2 separate regions of the Drosophila melanogaster genome follow, and region 1 is linked to region 2. The links are chromatin contacts, called in public ChIA-PET maps. All regions are on one chromosome and are shown on one strand. The core of a region is the stretch at or near the end of the contact, and the rest is flanking DNA. Distances in the headings are between cores, read along the strand shown.

Region 1 (7,182 bases), core at 2,264-4,763, 170 kb before region 2:
CCAGTCCCAGCACTCGACCTCGTCGTCCGATGAGCCCAAGCGCAAGGTGACCTGCACGACGATATTCCAGGACGATAGCAGTGCATCCAGCGGCGGTGGCCAGCAGATGAGCCGCAAGCAGAGCCTCAGCCAGTGGTTGTCCCGCTCGAATAGCTTCAAGGGCAGCGGACGTCGCCAGAGCCTCGATCTGCTAATCGATGCCGGCGACAAGGTGAAGGATGTGTTTAGCTACGGCTTCCAGAAGGTGGGACGCAGCCTGGAGCGACGCAACAGCGAATCGGAGATGTCCGGCGATTGTGCAGCCGAAGGTGATGCACTGCTCGGCGGCACAACGGACGCACTGGCGCTGAGCGGTGGCGGAGCATCCGGCGGAACCGGCAGTGCAACCGGTGCAGCAGGTTCCGGTTCAGGATCTGGCGGCGGTGCCGGTGATTTTTTCCTCTTCAGCAGGTCAGTAGACGGTAATGGGGCAAAGGGTGGCGGTCGTAGTCTGCTCAACTCGCTGCACAGCCGCCTTGCCAAGCTCATTTGAACTCAGAACTCAGAAATCGGATTTCGATTCCGAAACCGAATTTGAATTTGAATTTGAATTTGAATTTCGAAAAAATATATGTATACCCGAACCGAAACAGCGATGATCAGCGCAATTTTTGCACCCATCTAATCCAACCAACCAACCAACTACAAAAATGAACCACCAACCAACCAACTGCAAAATTTATAAAATAGTACTCAATTTACTAATTACTAATATGAACGAATTGGCTGCTTTGATTTGGTCTCTGCTTTTGCTACTTTCAATCTCACAAAAATATATCTTTCAAAAAAAAACTAACTGCAACAACTACAACAACAACAGCAACAACAAGAACAACAACAACAACAACAAAAGCACGAACGCACACTCGCTTTAACCTCAAATTCTGTATGTACTGCTCAAAACGCAAAAACCAAAATCGAGAAATATCTGTTGTGTTTTTGTTTCTAAACGTTACCTTTTTCCCACTCATTAATCGCTTTGAATCGCTATTGCCTTCTCCCTCTAAGCCGAGTCATCTTCATATCGCTATCCCTGTCTAATTGAATGTACCTACGTTGAATAGCCTGTACTCTAGTTTTCAAAATTACCACTTTTGAGTTTAGTTGAATTTGAAAGTTATCTTAGGGGATCTGCCCATGAACTTAAATCTTATTATTTCAATTGAAAACTTTTTAATAAGAGTCTTTTGAAATTAGTTTTCCAAGTCTGTGAAGTATATTATACTATAATGGATCATAAGTATATAAAGGTATACACAAAGTGTATTATTTGCCAATTTGTATTATTTTCTTCATTGTTTTTAAATGAACTTGTAGAACTTGGAGTACCGGTTATCTGTAAGTCGGATAACATCGACTTTTTTTTGTTTAAGTGTTGTAATTGCTTACCTGTCCTATCACCCACTGTATATCATATGTGTACCCAATTATCTATCTATCGAATCTCAGTTCTGTGTTTTTCGTTCAGTTTTAACTATGCAAAGCTATTACATACAAAACTAACTAACTTTGCAGATCTTCAGAGCCAAAAGAGTTACTGTCCGATGAGCAGGTTGAGAATTTACTATTAAATCACTTGGTGGATGAGAATGGTGCCATTATAGTGGAGGAACTCAAATCGCCAACAACAACCACAAGCATGTACCACACACACCAACATCAACAGCAACAGCAACAACAACAACAGAATCAGCAGCAGAAGCAACAACAAAAGCAACACCACCAGGCACTAAACGTGGTTGGAGCCTTGCTGTTTTGAGCCGACAGCGAAATACCCTACACTTAGAAAAAAAAATCAACACCAAAACCGCCTCACCATCACACACACACACACACACACACATGAATGCGGTGATGGGAAAAGTCACTTTTAAATGAATAATTGCAATATAGTTCATAGATAATGATCGAAAGTGCCACAAGAAGTATTTAAAGTTTCAAAACTATGCACTATTTTTGAGCATTTTTGTAACGGAATTTTCGAAAGTACCTTTCTTCAATTTAGAAAACTCTTGTTTGGCCGCTGACACAACTTCCCCCATCACTGCACGCATACAAATATGAAAATTATGGCAAAATTTTACTCTATGAGTATTAGGGCATACTTACGATCGATCCAAAAAATCCAATTAGTCAAAAGCGTAGCGTACATATCATTCAAATACAAAAAGACATCAATCCCAGGTGGATCGAAATGGATGCGAGATGATGGATGAGCCAGCAGGAATCTTTTTAAATCCACACCAACGCACTCAGGCACGTGTGGCAAACTATGTTCTAATCCTAAATAAATGATGTGCAATAATTTAGTTTATGTAGTGGCATATACATAATTAAGAAAGTTACATTTTATGCTGTTTACAAAAAGCAAATAACTAAATGCTAGTCAACAAAAACGAAATCAGTTTAATAGTTTTAGTGTGTACGAGCTAAATATTCGGCAAAATGATTTACAAGAAACCCACAAAAATACATAAGAGTGTACAAATAATGGTAAATGTGGTGTGCACTGAAAGAAAACGAGGAGTGCGTTGACAATTCGCACCAAAAGCCGAATCAGCAATATTACTTTATGGAGACATTTGAAATACAAGCGACTTGCAAATTGTCCGCGAATTCTTCGGTTTTCTTCTGTTTGCGCCACTGAGTGTTAAATAATTGCATATATAAATACCTGCATAAAATTATATGAAGTGTATTATACAAAACTGAATGTTTCATTTCGAAAACTGGGCAGTTAGTGAATAAAATGGGGCTGCCATTTTTAATTGGTAACTATAAAGCTTTAGTTTCATTCTTTGTTATAATACGTAAAAAATCAACTTTAAAATTGACTAGTTTGTGTTATGTTATTAAATAATATAGCATTGCCTTTTAACGGTTTTCTATTTTAGAAATTTCATTTGACCACCATTCTTCAGCCTTTTGGTATTTTCTAGTTTAGTATTTCCTACCAAATAAAAAACTTATTCTATGATTATGCCCATTAATTTTTACTCAAATCCCATTTAAAATTTTTGATTAATTGGTGTATATTTTAACTTAATATTAAAAACTATATTCAAAATCAATAAGTAATCTATAATAACACAGTACCTAGAAAACCAGCTGATTGCTGATAATATGTAAGACATGGCGATAGACTTTTGAAAGCTTTTGCATTTCAACTTTTATTCGCCATACAAGTTGCATATAAGTGAACATGTACGCATTAAGATCAGGAACTTTAAAAACCACAACGTTCGATCTCCATCTATCAATTTGAAATTGGTATATATTGTAAATAACGCTGATAATAGGATTTAAAATCACACCAGCTGATATACGATATATCGATTGGGCTATCGCAAGCAGTGGCGCCCCATCTCTACGATAGTGCTTTCGCTGCACGCCGACGAACGCTTCGTGCAACTTCGTGCAGCTTCGTGCCACTCGGTTCGCAGTGGTTCGCTACGAACCGCCGACGGACGCTTTAGTTTGGCTGCAACGCTTTGCTGAGAACAGACCAAATCCGAAGCGAGCGGAGCCGAAGAGAAACCGAACAAACCAAACAAACCAAGCCAAACAATCCGAAGAAATCGCGTCGTGAGTTGTGTGGAAGGAAAAGCGGTTAAATAACGCGGCGATCTTAACTGTTGTTCTTCTTTTTTTTTTTCGGTGCTGGTGTATTTGCACATTCTACTTTTTTTTTCGTTCTATAAAGTGCCACTTTGTGTGTCTCGCTGGTCGTTTGTTTTCTTTTTGTCGTGGGAAATGCGCGCGCGCATTTAAGAAGTGGCAGGAAAACTCCAAACGCAGCTGGTAAAGATTCAAGTTTTCCAAAAAAAAAAAAAAAATAATAATAAAAGAAAACCAACAAGAAAAACCGAAAACCCAAAAAACAACAAAAAACACGAATGCATTGCCAGCAGATGATAAAGAAGGAGAGCAAGAAGAAGAGCGCACCGCGACGCCTTCTGCTGTTGTGGTTGTTGTTGCCGTTCTTGGCCGTGTTTGTTGTTGTCGTTGTTGCCGCTTTTATCTGCATTGTCTTGCGTCTTAACTCGTTTCGCTTTGGCCTTTTCGGCTCTCCTCTCTCCCCGTTTTCCACACTCCCCCACTCTTCTCATCATGCCAATGCGTGTGTGTGTGTGTGTGTGTGTGTGTGCCGTCCATGGATGCGCTTTGCCACTGGCTTTTCCCTCTCTTCTCCACGTTCCTCTGTCTCTTTGCCACACACACGCCTTTTTTCGGCTTACGGCGGCGGCAGCAGCGGCAACAACAACAACAACAAGCTGCCGCAAAAAATCGATAACGGTATTGGCAGCGGCGGCAGCACAAGAAAACGGCAACAACTTCCGCTTCCCCAAAAGTTGCAAAATGTCACCTGCCCCAAGGATTAGATAATCAAAAAGGGCACGCGAAGAGAGAGAGCAAAGAAAAGCAATAACCAAGGGAGAGAGAGAGAGAGAGAGTGTGTGGGAGTGGGCTTAGGCTTGGGCTTGCCACGCCCCCCGCCTTAAAGCGTGGCTGTCACAATTCTTGTTTTAATTAAGAGCCAAACATTCAATTACAACTCGCTTGCTCTCTCACTCGCTCCCTATCGCTGTCTCATTCGCACCCTCTTACTCTCCGCTCAGCCATCTATGCATCTTGGACCTACAACAACAATAATAACAACAACAACAACAAGAGATACAGAACAAGGAGGCAAAAAAGTAACAGAAGAAGAAGAAGCAGCAGCAGTCAACTTGCAACACAATCGTTGTTGCTTTTTGGGTAAGTGTTTTCCTTTGACGAAATTCAGTTTGAGATACTAAGATACTTTTGCATCTCTGAAGTACATATATACGTAGTTATGGATAAGATACACATGAAATCGGGAGAAGGTTGAAACGTTTTTATTCATTTTAATATTTAATACAAATTAGAATATGAGTAAAGTAAATATTATATTTTCTCAATACATGTATATAAAATTTAATATTTTATTGAAAAGAAAGAAAGAAAGAAAGAAAGCAAAAATAGAATGAAAAATATAATCGAAAATCCTATTTAAATAACATGAATATTATTATATATGTAGAACTGAAATTTTATCCAAAAAAGGAAAATAAAATTAATATTAGTACTAACTACTTATAGCGTTTTTCATAAACAATTATTATCTTTAAATTGTTGTTTAACTAGATTCCAGTTGGATATAACACAAATCCGTCAACTTTAACTGCTGATCGTTATTAGCTTACTTTTTATTGTTTCGATAAAAAGTAAGACTTTTAGTTTATGACCAATCATTTTTACGATGATCATACATTTATGGCTATTAATAACAACTACTTAACTGTGTATTTGACTAACTAATGACTTGACTAGATAATTGTAGCTTCTAAGCCAGTTTAAATGGCTTCTATTCATAGATTTTCACTAGGGATTTCGAATTATTTAGCTCATTTATTATCTGAATCATTAGGGCGATGGCTATAAATAATTGCAACCCTTTTAACAAATTGCCTTTAATATTATAGTTTTAAATTGTGTGTGCTGCAGCAGCTGACACATGTGTTTTCTTTTCGCCCCGCCGACTTTTCATATTTGTGTTTGTTGGAATATACTATTCAACCTACAAAAATAACGTTAAACAACACTACTTTATATTTGATATGAATGGCCACACCTTTTATGCCATAAAACATATTGTAAGAGAATACCACTCTTTTTATTCCTTCTTTCCTTCTTGTACGTTTTTTGCTGTGAGTAGGTCGTGGTGCTGGTGTTGCAGTTGAAATAACTTAAAATATAAATCATAAAACTCAAACATAAACTTGACTATTTATTTATTTATTAAGAAAGGAAATATAAATTATAAATTACAACAGGTTATGGGCCCAGTCCATGCCTAATAAACAATTAAATTGTGAATTAAAGATTGTGAAAATAAATTGTGAAATAGCATTTTTTTCACATTCTTGTGAAATAGCTTTTTTTTTCACATTCTTGTGAAATTATTTCCTTCTCAGAATTTGAGTGAAAAATGGACAAGGCTAAACGTAATATTAAGCCGTTTGATGGCGAGAAGTACGCGATTTGGAAATTTAGAATTAGGGCTCTTTTAGCCGAGCAAGATGTGCTTAAAGTAGTTGATGGTTTAATGCCTAACGAGGTAGATGACTCCTGGAAAAAGGCAGAGCGTTGTGCAAAAAGTACAATAATAGAGTACCTAAGCGACTCGTTTTTAAATTTCGCAACAAGCGACATTACGGCGCGTCAGATTCTTGAGAATTTGGACGCCGTTTATGAACGAAAAAGTTTGGCGTCGCAACTGGCGCTGCGAAAACGTTTGCTTTCTCTGAAGCTATCGAGTGAGATGTCACTATTAAGCCATTTTCATATTTTTGACGAACTTATAAGTGAATTGTTGGCAGCTGGTGCAAAAATAGAAGAGATGGATAAAATTTCTCATCTACTGATCACATTGCCTTCGTGTTACGATGGAATTATTACAGCGATAGAGACATTATCTGAAGAAAATTTGACATTGGCGTTTGTGAAAAATAGATTGCTGGATCAAGAAATTAAAATTAAAAATGACCACAACGATACAAGCAAGAAAGTTATGAACGCGATCGTGCACAACAATAATAACACTTATAAAAATAATTTGTTTAAAAATCGGGTAACTAAACCAAAGAAAATATTCAAGGGAAATTCAAAGTATAAAGTCAAGTGTCACCACTGTGGCAGAGAAGGCCACATTAAAAAAGATTGTTTCCATTATAAAAGAATATTAAATAATAAAAATAAAGAAAATGAAAAACAAGTTCAAACTGCAACATCACACGGCATTGCGTTTATGGTAAAAGAAGTGAATAATACTTCAGTGATGGACAACTGCGGGTTTGTCCTTGATTCTGGTGCTAGTGACCATCTTATAAATGATGAGTCGCTGTATACCGACAGTGTGGAGGTTGTGCCTCCACTTAAGATTGCAGTGGCCAAGCAAGGCGAATTTATTTATGCCACTAAGCGTGGTATTGTCCGACTACGGAATGACCATGAGATTACACTGGAGGATGTACTCTTTTGTAAGGAAGCTGCTGGTAATTTGATGTCCGTAAAGCGTCTCCAAGAGGCAGGAATGTCGATCGAATTTGACAAAAGCGG
Region 2 (7,249 bases), core at 2,892-5,391:
AAAACTTCTAAATAAATTATAAAACACTATATATCGAATCGATTTGAATGTTGCATTTATGTTGAACAGTGTACTTATTACCTATCATTATTACTATCGGTGAGTAATGATTTCAAGTAACTTTGGACGCCTATTTAGGTTAAATTAGGCACACTTATTGGCGGTCTTCATTCTCCAACTGCATTTTTTTTTTGGGGCCGGAGTGGCGGTTCGCCGGAAAAGTGGGGAAAGTGGGGAAAATGGGGGCGGTGCCAAGACACGACGCATATTGCACTAGACAAAAGACAAAGCGCGCAAACAAGCAGACAGCCAACAGACAACCCAGACACACTGGAAAAGGCAGGAAAAAAGCGCCAGACCAAGAGAATGGTGCAGGGGGGGAGGGGGTGGTATTTTTCAGAATGGCCGGGGAGCCGAGGAGACACAGCCATAGATACTCGAAAAAAAACTTTTTCAATATGAGCCAAACGGAAAGACAGCGGCTAATGGTGGCGAGGGATGCGGGGCTGTGTAAACGCTACTTTTCGGAGCGAATAACAGTGGGATGGCCACAAAAGTGATCAAAGATCAATAATGAAGATGGCAACTTTATAAGTAAGTTCAAAATTTAATTAGATGATATTGGAGGGCTGGCGTTTCAAAAATGCAACAGCAAAGTGTGTAAAAGCTTCAATATGCTGTTGCATACATTTAGCTATCTTTATTTATGATTAAAAACAATGAAATAGAAAAGAGCATTTGTAAAATATGTATCGGTTAAACATAAGATTCCAAGCTTCTTTCGCCTTGCACAAGATACAGAAAGCCTTATTTTTTACTGCATATCAATCGTTTTAGCCCACTGTCATCCCGTCCTGCATCCTAAGACCCACTGTTATGGCCCCTGGGTTGTCTGTGACAACAAGGAGACACATATTTATTTTCTTGTCCCATTTAAAAACTTTATTTATTGACGCTGATAGGAATCTAGTCAGCTATCTGTGCGTTTTAGTTGCACCGCCTGCTCCCTTTTCCCCATGGCCACGCCCCCTAACCCCTCTTCCACCAAATGGGGGCAGGCCTTATACCTGATTCTAAATTTGTACTTATCTTTTTCTGTTGTATTGTATTGTGTGTCGTATTTTTTGCATGTTTGCAGCCCGAGCAATAAAATCAAAGACCAACTACGGAGCCAAACACTTTGTAAAAGACAAACAAAAACCCCAAAGATAAACACTGGCCAAAAAAGTGACCACAAAGCCCCAAAAATGGTGGACCAGGAATTCTGTGTGTGTGTGGGAGGAGGGGGGGGGGCTGGGTGGTATGCAGGCGTGTGAATCTACAGAATCCTCGATGAGTGAGTGGAATCGACAAAGGAGTTCACATTCATCGATGTCACCAATAAAGCGAAAGACTGTCCTAACACAAATAAATAGGACTACAGCAAACAATGGACACTGGGAGAAAAAGTTTGTTGATCTCACGAACAAGAGCTTAAGTGTTTAGTAATATAAAAGAGAAAGTGCATCTGAAGTGCCCAGGGTATTAATTCAACTCTACAGGTGTCCAAAAGAATGCAGCTCAACTCTATTGTTGCATCTTTTTCTTTAATTATAATGTCAATATTTAAAAAATTTTCCCTCTCACTTTGCTTATTCACTTTTGGTGACAAAGTTCCCTGGACTTTTCGCGTGGTGCATGACCTGGGGAAGAGCGGATCTGGATATTGCCCAGCTGGTGAGGATTGCAGAGCCGTCATAATCTAAAAATCTTGCCGCCGGCCGGTCGGCCTGGCAAACAAACAAACAAACAAACGGACCAACGAAAAGCCGTTTGGACTTTGCGCCCCATTCGAAAGCACAAATGACAAAAGGCCGGACGGTCCTGAACCACAGCTCCATCCAGTCACCAAACATCCATCCAACCCCCGCCCCCCCCCCCCCCCTTTATCAGACCGAAAAGCCCCAACCCCCCTAAGCGCCCACTCTGTGAAAACTCTGCGAAAACGACAATGCAATTTTCATTACGCACTTGCCAATATTAAGCCAAAGTTTAGCACTGTCTGGCCGCCCACCCATACAAACAAACAGAGCGGCACAAAAACGCAGAGGTGCACTGAGAAAATTTGGTTATATAATAGATAATGGACTTGCTTGTGTTTTTACTAGAGAATTAAAATGTATGCAAGACATATGGAATATTTTTAAGAGTGTAGGTCTGCATTTTTTATTCAAAACTTTTTAGACTTGCTTACACATTCAGTAGAAAACCGTGCTCAAATTATCAATTTTTTTACTTACCATACAATTGATGTAAATTGGCAAATTCTCTCAGTGTACCCACATACACAGCGTTGTCATGTCGTGGTCGTGGGCTTTGTGGTTGTTGCAGCCACGCCTACTGCCAAGGTAATAAAGCAAAAGTTCTGATCCAGCTTGGGTGCCCCATCTTCCATGCTCCTGCCAATTTCCAAGCCAAGGCGCCGATAAGCCTCCGACCAGAAGTAGTTTGGCCTGGATGCGGATGTGGCTGCGGATGTGGAAGTGGATCCGCATCAACAAAGGAAGCGGAAATGAGCCGACCAGCTGTCTTTCGTTGCACGACAAAGGCCGTAGGTGTTGCATTCGTAGAGTCAAAGGTTCAAACGTAAGTACATCCTAATCATACGGATAATTGAACAAATACAACGAATTATACAGTTACAGGGTAAAATTAAATCTGAAAGTAAAATTTAGGTGTATTTATTATTATAAACATAATTGATATAATGTTTGATTAGAAAAACATGCTTTTATGATTTATTCATTTATGCATTCAATTTAATGGCGATTTTAGCTCATATTTACAATAAACCTTTTATGCCTTCCAACGATTAGGTGTGAGCATTGTGATTAAGCCCATATCCCAGCACCCTCGTGAGAAGCCGAATAATTAAGGTATATATTTCGATACGGTTTCGACCGTTGCCACGCCCCTGCGCTCATACGCCCACCCGACCACACATGCCCCATACAAGCTAATTATACGCGCCTCCAAATAAAAACAAACAAAAGCGCGTGGACGCCGATTATGAAGGCAAAAGCCGAAGGGAACCGAAAGTGAAACGCTTATCAGAAAGGTGCAGGCAAAATGCAGAAAATATTGGAGTAGGCAGTGGGGAATATCGGGGAATTTGGTGGGCTATATGTATATGTATACGTATGGGGTGCTCATGGTGATGAGGCAGGGGGGGGGGGAAGCTATAATGAAGCCATCGTCGTCGGCATGACCATCATCCGCTCGGCGTAATTACGCGCCCCCTTCGAAAATTGATGATTTTCATTAACGACTAGTTAATAACTTAGCCAGCGCGAGAACGAGAGAGTTGGAGGATTGAAGATCGGAGATTTCGAGGCGTCTTTATTATCGATAGCCATCCGAAAGGTAAACAACACAAGGTGAATAAGGAGAATAAGAGCCAGAAGAACGGAATGATGTCTTCTCTTCTGCTTCGGTCTCGAAATTCTCAATATTTGGCTGATTTGTAGCCGCTGATTAAATTGGAAAACATCGATTCGTATTATTGGATTTTCGGTGTGTTTTCCAAACTTTGAATTCGTTTCGGTCTGGCAATAATATTGAGTTGTGGTTTTCTTAAGATTTTCCCAACTTTTCTTTATCGATCTATTTGAATAATGAACGATAAGTTTTGTGAAAATAGATTTGTGTTCGGGTTTCTTAGCGCTACTTAAATTTAAAAACGATTAATTGATGTATGCATATATATGTATACATAGCTTTTAAGGCAATTTCTGTTGAGAAAAGCAGTTATCTCCCCATAAAGTGGACAAAATGTTTGGATTTGCTGTGTGGCCCCGTTTGTGCGGCCAAGTCAACAAAAACAAGCGACGGCAAACAAAACAGTGGCTATTTGCCGACAAACCGGCAACAAAATGTGTCGCCGAGTGGCAATAAAAGTAAAATAATTGCAGCGCCAGCAAAGCAACAAATGTTGCGACCGAACTGCGCAACTCTCAAATGTGACTGAGAGCAAGATGAGTCTGAACAAAGACAGAGAGAGAGAGAGAGCGGTTTGTTGTTGTTGTGGCAGCGCAGCATCAGCAACATAATGGAGCAACATGTTGCGGGCAGCGATCTCAAGCGCGGTCACCACAAACTCACACACACACACAGTCACCCACACGCATACACGCACGTGCAGACGACACCTCGCGGGAAACCGAAAAACCGAAAAAACGAGCGACGAACGAAAACGAACACACAGTCGCCTGTGGACAAGCAGCCCGACTTGACGTTACGAACCGAACGCCGCCGAACGAACGGCGATTTGAACGACGCGATTTGAGATTTTGTATTGGAGATTTGCGATTTGCGAATTCGAGTGGCTGGAGTTTTGAGACGCGACGCGCGCTTCAAAAACGCCTGCGCAAACAGCTGCCAAAGCGGCGATTTCGAATTTTTTTGAGTGTTCAAGTCTGTTAACTTCAAAACTATTGGCGCGATTGACGAATTTTTTGTTTAGTGCGACTCTGGTGACTTTTCAAACTATTGAAAATCACAGAATTTGGAGTTCTTGTTCAAATTCTAAAATTTTTGAACGGTTTTGAAAATTGCAAGGTATTTTTATTTGTGATTTGCCAAGACAATTAAATACCAAAAAATTAGTGATTTCCAAAACTACAGAACAGTTTTAAATTTATAATTTTGAAACTACGTAATCTTACATTATCCAGTGCGTTTTTTTTTAAACTAAAAAAAACTGAAGATTTCGTTTTGTTTTGAGTGATTAAAAAAAAACCAACAATACAATACTGGCGAGTTAAGCAAGCCACTAAAATTGCAAACATGATCCGTGGAATCTTGCTCCTGCTGCTGGGAACCACCAGGTTCAGCCCCATCCAGTGCATCTCCAATGACGTGTACTTCAAGATGTTTTCGCAACAGGCGCCGCCGGAGGATCCGTGCTACAATAAAGCGCACGAGCCACGCGCCTGCATTCCGGACTTTGTGAACGCCGCCTACGATGCTCCAGTGGTGGCCAGTTCCACGTGCGGATCGTCGGGTGCGCAGCGATATTGCGAGTACCAGGATCACGAGCGCTCCTGCCACACCTGCGACATGACGGATCCGTTGCGCAGCTTTCCAGCCCGCTCGCTGACCGATTTGAATAACTCGAATAATGTGACCTGCTGGCGCAGTGAGCCGGTGACCGGAAGTGGGGACAACGTAACCTTGACCCTCTCGCTGGGCAAGAAGTTCGAGCTGACCTATGTGATCCTACAGCTGTGCCCGCATGCTCCGCGTCCCGATTCGATGGTGATCTACAAGAGCACCGATCACGGGCTCAGTTGGCAGCCATTCCAGTTCTTTAGCTCCCAGTGCCGCCGGCTTTTCGGACGTCCCGCCCGCCAATCCACTGGACGCCACAATGAGCACGAGGCCCGCTGCAGCGATGTCACCAGGCCACTGGTCTCCAGAATTGCCTTCAGCACACTGGAGGGACGCCCATCGTCACGGGATCTGGACTCATCGCCGGTGCTGCAGGACTGGGTGACGGCCACCGATATCCGGGTGGTGTTCCATCGCCTTCAACGCCCCGATCCGCAGGCCCTGCTCTCATTGGAAGCCGGAGGAGCAACGGATTTGGCCAGCGGCAAGTACAGTGTGCCCCTGGCCAATGGACCCGCTGGCAATAATATTGAGGCGAATCTCGGTGGGGATGTGGCAACATCCGGCAGTGGATTGCACTATGCCATCTCTGACTTTTCGGTGGGCGGACGGTGCAAGTGCAATGGACACGCCTCCAAGTGTTCCACGGACGCCAGTGGGCAGCTGAACTGCGAGTGCAGCCACAATACCGCTGGAAGGGATTGCGAACGCTGCAAGCCATTCCACTTCGATCGTCCATGGGCCAGAGCCACCGCCAAGGAAGCCAATGAGTGCAAAGGTGAGTCAGCAAACCATTTTCTATTTAATATATTAATTGCGATTCATCTGAATGGGAGTAACTGGATATAAGTGAAATTAAAAAATATTTTAGCACCTGCACTTTTGAATAGATATTAAATGTAAAATGCAAAATTGCAGAAAAAAAGAAGAAAACAATTTAAAATATTTGTATAAACAGGGTTTAAAATCCAAAAGAACGCTGCTCAATACCAAGGGCATGTTAGTAGTTTGGAATAAATAATTCAGCTCTAGGAATATTCTATAAACAAAGAACCGATTTCAGTTCACAATTTTTGTTTATTTATTGGTAATGGAAGGAGAGTCACAACATAAACATTTTCGGTGGGCTTGATGCAGGTACATACCTGCCTTAATTTATACAAATACAATATTTAAACAAAAATAACTCAATATTATGAAATTCTACATTTTATGTTGACTTGAGAGTCGCATGTTATAATGCGTTTTTTAATTAGTTATTATTTCCTATCATAATCACGTCTAAACACTTCTAAAATGTGGTAGTCCCACTATTTTTATCGACAACACACCTCTGGGAAAACTATAGGATTAGGCTTGGTTTTATTGGCCAATATTATTGAGAGGGCTTATGACAATACTCGAGGGATCTTACCTGACCCTCGGAGGCTCTTTTACCTAAACTTCTGCTGTGCGGAATATCCCGGCCAGCAGATTTTAACGGGACACATCCTACCTAGGCTGAAGTCAATCAACTCCCCCAAGAAAAAAAAGGGAAAACATTCCCGGCAAAAGGGGAAATATCGATGCGAAATTATGTTACCTTCGGGGCGAGTAACCCCCAAGGACATTCTGCTCCTGGCCAGCCAGCCAGGCAGCCAGCTCAATCTATTGGACAAACATATCGGGACACAAAGTTAAAATACAGAAAGTAAGGACGTGGTCGGTGGAGTGCAGCAGGGTTGCAAATGTTAATCTGGAGCTGGGGAACGGGACTGGCGACAACTCCATTAGAATTCAATTTTCGAGGCAGTCGCGTGTGTTTGGTCTTCATCTTAGCTCGGCACAGGGTTGCTCTTTTGCTTGCCAAGGATAAGAAGAATGCTGCAGGAGGAACAGGGAATCTGGAATCGAAAATATGAAGGAAAAACCCAAAGGCATAACTGTTTGTGCTGCGGATTTGGCTTAGCCATAATTGAACAACTCGATGGACACGTGTAGAGCGTTATGGGGGGAGGTATGCGCATACAATAATATCCGTAGGTAAGTGAGACCCAATCAAGTAGCAACTCTTGGGCCAACCCTCGCCACCGAGGCGAAATCGAGACGTTACCTTTGGCCA

Evidence for each region. ChIA-PET counts read pairs in DNA pulled down with a chosen protein or histone mark.
Region 1: a contact with region 2 is called in an RNA polymerase II ChIA-PET map of the Kc167 cell line, with 10 times the contacts expected there. The contact joins the promoter of rut here to the promoter of NetA in region 2. A contact is called at or near these places in 3 of 107 Hi-C or Micro-C datasets (the Kc167 cell line, eye imaginal disc and wing imaginal disc) and 1 of 6 datasets of contacts at active chromatin or transcription factors (the Kc167 cell line).

Annotation. Positions count from the first base shown.
Region 1 is chrX:14,822,404-14,829,585 of dm6, reverse strand. It overlaps rut (rutabaga), which reads left to right and starts at 3,513. Exons shown (of 18, transcript NM_078601.4): 1 at 3,513-3,624; 2 at 4,659-4,797. It overlaps CG14408, which reads left to right. Exons shown (of 6, transcript NM_001298318.1): 5 at 1-450; 6 at 1,555-2,719. The coding sequence ends at 1,798.
Region 2 is chrX:14,650,820-14,658,068 of dm6, reverse strand. It overlaps NetA (Netrin-A), which reads left to right and starts at 4,141. Exons shown (of 7, transcript NM_001298314.1): 1 at 4,141-5,926. The coding sequence starts at 4,825.